Regions from separate parts of the Sus scrofa genome. Here region 1 is linked to region 2. A link is a contact called in public Hi-C data. All regions are on one chromosome and are shown on one strand. Each heading gives the region's core, a stretch centred on a gene start, on an enhancer-like site or on the middle of the called end of the contact. The rest is flanking DNA. Distances are from core to core; before and after follow the strand shown. Region 1 has its middle 67 kb from the start of FOXN2. Region 2 holds the start of PPP1R21 (protein phosphatase 1 regulatory subunit 21).

Evidence for each region. Hi-C and Micro-C count contacts between places; a contact is called where the count stands out from the background.
Region 1: a Hi-C map of liver shows a contact between it and region 2, with 1.9 times the contacts expected there. The contact joins the enhancer-like site here to the promoter of PPP1R21 in region 2. A contact is called at or near these places in 1 of 5 promoter capture datasets (liver), 3 of 47 Hi-C or Micro-C datasets (embryonic fibroblasts and liver) and 1 of 2 datasets of contacts at active chromatin or transcription factors (alveolar macrophages).

Annotation. Positions count from the first base shown.
Region 1 is chr3:92,402,205-92,405,891 of Sscrofa11.1, reverse strand. No RefSeq gene overlaps it. Among named protein-coding and RNA genes, the nearest start is that of FOXN2, 67 kb to the right of the region's middle. Within about 2 kb of position 1,496, at least 6 of the 83 cell types and tissues checked have an H3K27ac peak or open chromatin away from gene starts, as enhancers often do. A contact at or near this core is called in liver, where this site is marked.
Region 2 is chr3:92,224,915-92,229,044 of Sscrofa11.1, reverse strand. It overlaps PPP1R21 (protein phosphatase 1 regulatory subunit 21), which reads left to right and starts at 1,326. Exons shown (of 22, transcript XM_003125155.6): 1 at 1,326-1,520. The coding sequence starts at 1,464.

The sequences.
Region 1 (3,687 bases), core at 247-2,746, 180 kb before region 2:
TACCCATTCTATTTACCTGATAGAATTGTCTTTAAACTTCCAGATGGCCGTGGCTTCCTCCAGGATCATCAGCTGGAGATCCTGAAAGCCATTCAAACCCTTCAGATTTGTGTCTGATCTGATTTAGGAGGTTTTGGAACAATGGATACAATTTTCCCTACTGGCATCCATTGTCTCTATTTCCAAGCTGAAAACAATTCAAGTCAAAGGACCATATGATTGTATTTATTCATGGGTTGTTTTTGAAATATATTTATTTCCTCCATGTTCTAGAGACAGTGGTGTTACTAGAGTGTTTTCCAAAACACAGAGCCCATGGAAGTGCCCATTTCCAGGTCTGCGACATCTGTTAGTGGATGTTATAAGAAATGGTGGTGGGCTTCTTGGTGTCTACATCTTGGCATGTGCCACTAAAGACTTGGTTACCTTGCATTTTCCTTATAATTCCTCGCAAAGGGTTCAAGAATTCTAATGTGTTGAGAATCATGTCTAAATGATAACTTCAGATGCTGGTGTATTTTTGCTCTTTGGGAAATCAGCTACCTTCCAGCAATTTCTAATACCAAACAATGCCTCCAGAACTGGCATTGCCAAAGAACTGTCCACAGACATCCATGGTGGATTTATAGGGAAGGGAAAAAGCAAAGCATCTTGAGTGTTGAGAGAATGGAAATTTACCCCCAAGGAGCTTCCAATCTAACAGGCAGAGAGACATTGTGAATAACCAAACAAGTTAGCTGGTATAAATAAAAATTTAGGGTCAAAATAAAGCAGCTCAAATGGAAAAACCACACATTTTAAGTATTTTTTAAATGAAATGAACATAATTAAGTTAATTTCCAGTATTATCAATGGCTATTTCCATAATAGAAATGAGCAGAGACTCCTGCACCCAAAACGTGAGCAAAAACACAAAGAATTTTCTGCTTCCCCTGTCCCTGATTTTTTATTAAACTTATTTCTTGAGTAAACTTTTTAACAAGCAAGTGCCCTGGTTTCCCTCAGTTTCTTCTCTGACCCACTCCCTTGGCACAGGGCTTGGTGCTGAACTTGCAGGCATGTGTACTAGATAGATAGATACAGCAATTACAATGGCTTTGTTTTGCTTTCACCTCTTTTAATAAAACCTCTAAAGGCGCTAACTTTCAAACTGAACTAGAGCAAATATTTAAAAAAAAAAATGCTGTGGTATCTCTTAGACCAAGACAACAGGGAATATTTACCGGTGGAATCACTATATAGTAGAACAAGGTTCTCATCCCATTTTGCATGTAGGCTGATGTGAATGTCTCCATTCTAATGGCAAACTTTAGAGTGAATCAGCTCTGTATTCACTTTTTCTGAGTCTAAACTTCCCTGCATGGTTTAAAGATTGCAAAATGACCAGCTCCTTTCAAAAAGATAGCTTTTTCTGGTCTTCTAAATTCTTAAACCATGGGTTTTCTCACACTCGTGGGACTTTGAGCTCTTGGCAACCCAAACCCACAAGTACACTCACTCCTATCGGTTGTTGACATCGCTTTGAAGGTCTTTTCAGTTAACCTTTTTCCTGACCCACCCCACAATTTCCTCCGGCTTGTTATTTGACAGACCATCCAAATACTTTACCAAAGTCATTTGCTTCCTTCCTACTGAAAGCTTTTTACCACTGCCACCAGCCCCTTTCTTCCTGAGGAAGGATCAATGTTTTATTCAGTCTCTGTGGCACATGGTCTCATTTCACAGCTTTTAATAAAGTTCCACTTTTTGAACTGCTTGTTGGGAAACAGGGGCAGGTATGAATTACAAACTCAGCCATAGAAGTGTAACATAATTAATTGTGAGTGCTTATGGTAACTACATTCAAAACTCACATTCAAATGTTAGAGGAAAACATTTCAAGGGAAGGGCCTTCTAGGTCCTTCCTATAATTAATTAACAGGTAAACAGCATTCATTTTAATTAGCCTATCAATTGCTTCCATATGAAAAGAGTGTTCTCTAAAATGGTTTCATTATTTCCCTCTGAAAACTTATCTTTCTAGTCAATTGTTTAATAAATCTTATTCTTGTAGATAGCACCAAGGCAGAGTCAAAAGATCATAAACTCTAAATCAGTGGGTACTGAATCTAAGGGCTGGAGGCATTCTTTGATTTACTGGAGGAAGAAGTTGGTATGCATATATTTTAGTTCCCCCAAGGGGCACCGAATTCTTCTCCATTTCCTTCCTCTAAAGCAACCCTAAAGTAATCCTTTCACGCTCTACCACTCCCTTCTCTGGGACCTGGAGTCTAAGACATTACTTAATATTTGCCTGTTTCTCCCCTGGAGAATCCCCAGTTTAACACAGGCTACTTCATACCTAAAACACACTAGTTTCTCAACTCAATGTTGTTGAAGAGTTTCCCATTGCAAAAACAGTACCAAGAAGTGTTTTTAAATTGCCAGATGAATGGAACCTGGAAATTTTACAATTGGTTTCTGAGCTAATAATACTCCTAGTGACCAGGTATGAATTTGGAAGATAGTTGGAGAGTCTAAGCCATAACCTCCGTTGACAGACGTGAGCTCTATGTCTGAAACACTCAAACTAATCACAATGCACATATTCTGAGCTTGATAATAGTAGAACTATAAATTATTAAAGACACCTTTAGGTCAATAACAATAGGGTCTGAATGTGGGCCAGATGTCAGGGGGCATGGATATAATTTTGTCCTCAGAAGTAATCATAAGCTATATTACATTAATCTGCCCCATACCTCACCTGATTTTGACCAGAAGGTTCCAATAGGCTAGTGGAACCTTCTGGTCAAAATCAGGTGGGGGATGGGGAAGATTAACCCTATCATTTGTTATTCCATCAGTAAAGTCCTACTCTTTAATTTTGAAACATCTTGATAAGTACTCTAAAGTGCTAATATCTTTTGAAAGGGTTATACCAATCTTTTATCAGATGACATATTATGAATGGTTAGTGTTTTAGCAGAGACTGAGACAAATGTAACACAGGCCAGCAAGAGAAGAAAAAGCTGAGGCTGATGAGGGATGAAGGAGGGTACCAAAACAAATTTTATTACTCTCCCCAAACTGCTCTTTAAGGACTACCTTAATTCTCCTCTTCTGACCATCTCTTCATTGAGGCTGGTGGTTTTCCTGAACACACAGGCTTCACTATTTGGATGATGAACAGTGGCAACTTTGATACTTGCTAGCCTTTGGTCCAAAGCATGTCCATCTTCCTTCTATTGGTAAATGAATTCATTTTTCCTTAACTTTCTAAAAAGGCTCAGCTGTCAAGCTGAGACTCCTATCTATCCAGAAAGTGCAACCCATGACCCCTGTGTGCTTTTCTCTTTTCATGGGAATCAATAATATCAAGCTATCCATAATGCCAGAAGGCGGGAGATTTGCATTTTGAAAACAGCAAAGGATAAGGGAAGACCCATCTAAAACTTTCTTTTTGGCAGTCCAAAATATCTAGCCCTGACGCCAATGGAATTAACAGACAAAATGAATCCAAAATAGCTGAATTTCTGGTAAGAAGGAAGGAAATTATAAATACCAACTGTGGCTTCAGGACAAATTTCACAAACAAGGACTCCAGCAGCCCCCACTACAATCTTCCTAACAATTTATAGATAATATCCAGTACCTCTTCTTTCTTACAATTTCATATAAAGTATGTTGGTGGCAGTTAATTTTATA
Region 2 (4,130 bases), core at 77-2,576:
TAAAATGCCAATATAGTTAACACCCCCTGTACAGGATAATAAATGTTAACATCCTGAAAAAATTAAAGTTTATGCTCCTTTGTTTTCCTTTTTTCATTCCTTTCTTCTTTTTCTCATTAGGGGCAATCACAACCCAGAATTTGATGTGTATATTCCCAGTTCTTGTTTTTTATTTTTAGCACATGTTCATGTGTACATGAGCAGTACAAATGTTGCTTCATATTTTTTAAATGTATCTTATCACGCTATAGTAAATTGACATTTGTTTTTACATTTAACATAGTGTTTTTTCATCTTGATATGACATGTGCAGATATATACAGATCTAGGTTATTAGTTTCAAACAGCCGTGTGACAATTTATGGCAAACATATATTCTAAATTTATTCATTCCTCTATGTATGCTTCAATGCTGCAATAAATGCAATGCTTAGAGCAGTATCTAACATACAGTATGTCCTCAAAACATATTTAACGAATGAAATGGCATAAAATATTTTAGGCAGAATATTTTTTGCTTCAACTATCATTATTTGTCATTTAACATCCATTCTATCTCCATGCGTGGCAGGGGTCAATCTCTGAAATTTTCTAAAGCCTTTTTACCCAATCTACTGAAAAAGGCTCTGGTGCCATGCCCGTGTGGGGGCAGGGGTGGGTGGATGTAGTGTGAGTATGGAATGGATACAAAGACATCTCAAGGTCAAAATATAAGACAATGACGGTTTGGTCTGGAGTTTGGGAGGGTGGCAGCAGCGAACGCTATAAATTTGAGGGAGATCAGAGAGTTTACAAGGCAGGGCATGTCCGGTGCTACCATATTCAGATTACGAGGTAGCGGAATATAGAGGTCTTTCCGCGCGTCTTCTGAAAGATGTAATCATCAAACGCCAGACGGTTGCTATGGGAACCGGTGTGTGTGTGTGTGTGTGTGTGTGTGTGTGTGTGTGTGTGTGTGTGCGCGCGCGCGCGCGCGCGTTCGGCCAGAATTCTTGATGCACGCTTAGAATATTTCTTCTTCCGGTCGTCGGTTCTTCGCAACCACCGCCTCTCTCTTCGGTCCCCCGCCCATTCTGTGGGCTTTCATCATTCTCTTCCCATTTCGATTCTCTCCTTTCCTGTTCTAGGTGGCCATCTTGGACCATGCGTCAAGATGGCGCCCCCTGGTCCCAGAGGCAAAGCCCAGAAGCGCCAACGAGGCTGCGCGCGCACGTGCTCGGGCGCGGGAGGGTGGGACGGTGACGTCAAGACGTCGTCCCGCCCCCGGTGGTTGCTCCGCCTCCGGCTCCACTCCGCCTTCCTCTCACCGGGCGAACCCGGAAGTGGAGGAGGAGGTGCGGCGGCGGCGGTGGCAGATCGGGCAGGCGGTGGCTGAGCCGAGCCCGACAGCGTGTCTGGGGTTGGGGGCGGGGGGCGGGGCTGAGCGGCCTGGGCAGCCCGGCCTTGACGGGGCGGGGGAGGCCATGGCCTCGGCAGAGTTGCAGGGGAAGTACCAGAAGCTGGCTCAGGAGTACTCGAAGGTACCCGTCGTATGCGGGGAGTAGGGGGTCCCTGGCCCTACGGCCTCAGGTTGCCTTGGCAGCGACTTGTCAGGACAGAGGGGGACGGCGGAAGGGGCACGCGAATGCTCCCCTCCTCTTTCCTCCGCCTCCTCTGTCCTCCATTACCGTGCTTCCACCTGCAGCTCCCAGGAGATGGGGCCGGGCGGTGTCTGGGTCCGTGTGCATTTCTGCGGGAAGGCGCAGGAGTTTGATTCTTCCTTCTCACTGAACTAACGGGCTTGTACTGGGATGTCAAAATCCTGGCTTCCGTCTCTGGTGCTGGTCGGGAGGGGAAGGGAAAGGTGAGGACCACTCCTCCACTTCTGCTTCCTCAGTTTTCCCAGCCCAGTGATGGGAAAGAGCAAGCTTTTTCCCTTCCCACAGGGATGATATGAGGATAGAAATTCATCTGCCCCCGGTCAAATCAAAAATGTAAATAGAGTCATGCGCGTAAACTGATGCACCAGAGATGGGTGGTTACGAATGGATTCAGTGCTGTGGCAAGATGTTGTCTGGAAATGCTTTTGAAAGCTTTAGTGCTAGGGCTGTGTCTTTTTCTCCTTCTTTTTCACGAATCACCTGGCGTGGGACGGATTACCCAGCAGGTGCTCAATACGTGTTGAACTAAGCAAAATAGGAATCTCCCCTTTTGTCATATTTATGGCATCTGTCTTTTAAATGATGGAACCTTTTTTCTTGGAAAAGGGCGGTGCTGCTTTTCTGGATAGGGTGGTTCTGCCTCAAGCATATTCTAATGAAGTTATAAAAGCGGAATCTTACATATTTAGAAATTGATTCAGTAGTCATTGAACTTAGTTTTCAGTGATCTTGGCATTCATCGGAGCAATGGGAAGACAGCCCCCTTTTTACAATTTGGAGAAATTGAGACACGTTTTCATTTAACAAATATGCAGCAAGGTGAAATGAAATATTCTTTGAAAAATAAAACCCATGCCTAAAACATGCACACTTTAAGTCTTTCCATCATCAAATGGAAGCCTCAGATACTACACTTACTCCAACGGTGCTACCATTGGCAAAACTTCTTGCACTTCCATTTGAATGTCTTAAGAGCCTGTGGCAGGGTGTTAGTGATGGCAGGTTTTTACCCTTTGAAGGAATATATTTTCGGCCGAAAGTTTGTATGAGCATAAAGTAAGGGGACTGATTTTCTTCTCAGGAGAGAAATAAGCTCAGAAGGCAATTCCAAATGGCAAAAGAGCATTCCAGAAATATTTTGAGCCGTGACTGCATTGCTGAAATAATTGTATAGCCTCCCCAAAGTAATAAACACTTTGAAAGATTTTCTTCTTTTGGATGAGTAAGCTCTTTGGTTCTGCAAACACTTATTATGTGCTGATATGAACAGTCTTCCAGGCTCTATTGAGTGAGGCAGAATTCTGCCTTCAGGAGAACCATTTAATAGAAAGTTTAAACTTTGTGCATAATTATGATACAAGATGACAAGTATTAGTTCAGTGGGAGCACAGTAGAGATAATGGGTAAAGGTAGAAGTTACTGGTATTGGAGAGTGGGGAAGAGGGAGGAAGGGATGGATGGTGGCACTCCAGACAAAGGGGACAGTCTCTTTTGGCTGACAGGAAGGCATGTGCAAATATGGGACAGAGAATGGTGAAATATGGGTGGAGAGATAATCTGGACCCAATCATGAAGGGTTGTGGATGTCAAATAAGACATTTGGACTTTATCTTTGAGTAATGGAGAGTCATTAAAGGCTTTCAGAGAGGAGAAGGACATTGCTTTTAGGAAGAACACTGGAGCTGTGTGGAGGATGGACTCAGATAGGGAAAGACTGGTGAAAAGGAGACTAGAGTATAGGCTCTTAGAATAATTTAGGAGAGAGTGTGTAGGATTAAATAAAATCAGTGATGGTTGAGATAAAAACAGGGTCTTAGATTTAGGAATCATGATTTAAAAGTATGGTTTAGCTTACCTCTCTTGAGTGCCTGCTTTGCACACGGCATCCTTGTGTCTCATTCATTCTGTGGGACATGGTGAGCGAGGGAAGACTGGGTTGACCCTAAGGTAGACCCGTGGACTGCTCTGAGGGAACACCACTGCTACCGGCAGAGGAGGATGGGCAGGAAGGTTTGGAGGGAAGAGTGTATTAAAGGTTAGATGCAATCATAGTATTTATGTTGGAAGGCGCATTGAAGCTATTTTATTCACATAGTAGCTTGAGGTGATGTTGGAGTGATTACTGAAAATTTCTAGTGGAGAGGGACTGGCTAAAAGGACAAAGGCCGGAGCTTTTGGAATAATTCCCATGAAGACAATTGTTGAACTTCAAGAGTTAATCACTTTAGGTGGATTCCTCAGGGACACCTGTTGGAAGGATGTGACAGTAGGAGGAAATGCTGAGGAAACTTTAGGAGGTCTGCCAGACTTGAGGTTATCTCCTCTGTTGGGCCAGGCCATTCTTCATCCTTTTAATTTCAATGTGATGGAAATTTCAGAACAGGAAAACAGGGATTGATCAGAAGGTTTCATATGTTTTTCATTCCCTGTCAACTCTAGTGCAGAGCAATTTCTAGATAATATCTATGCTGCCTTCAACCCTGTGCCTGT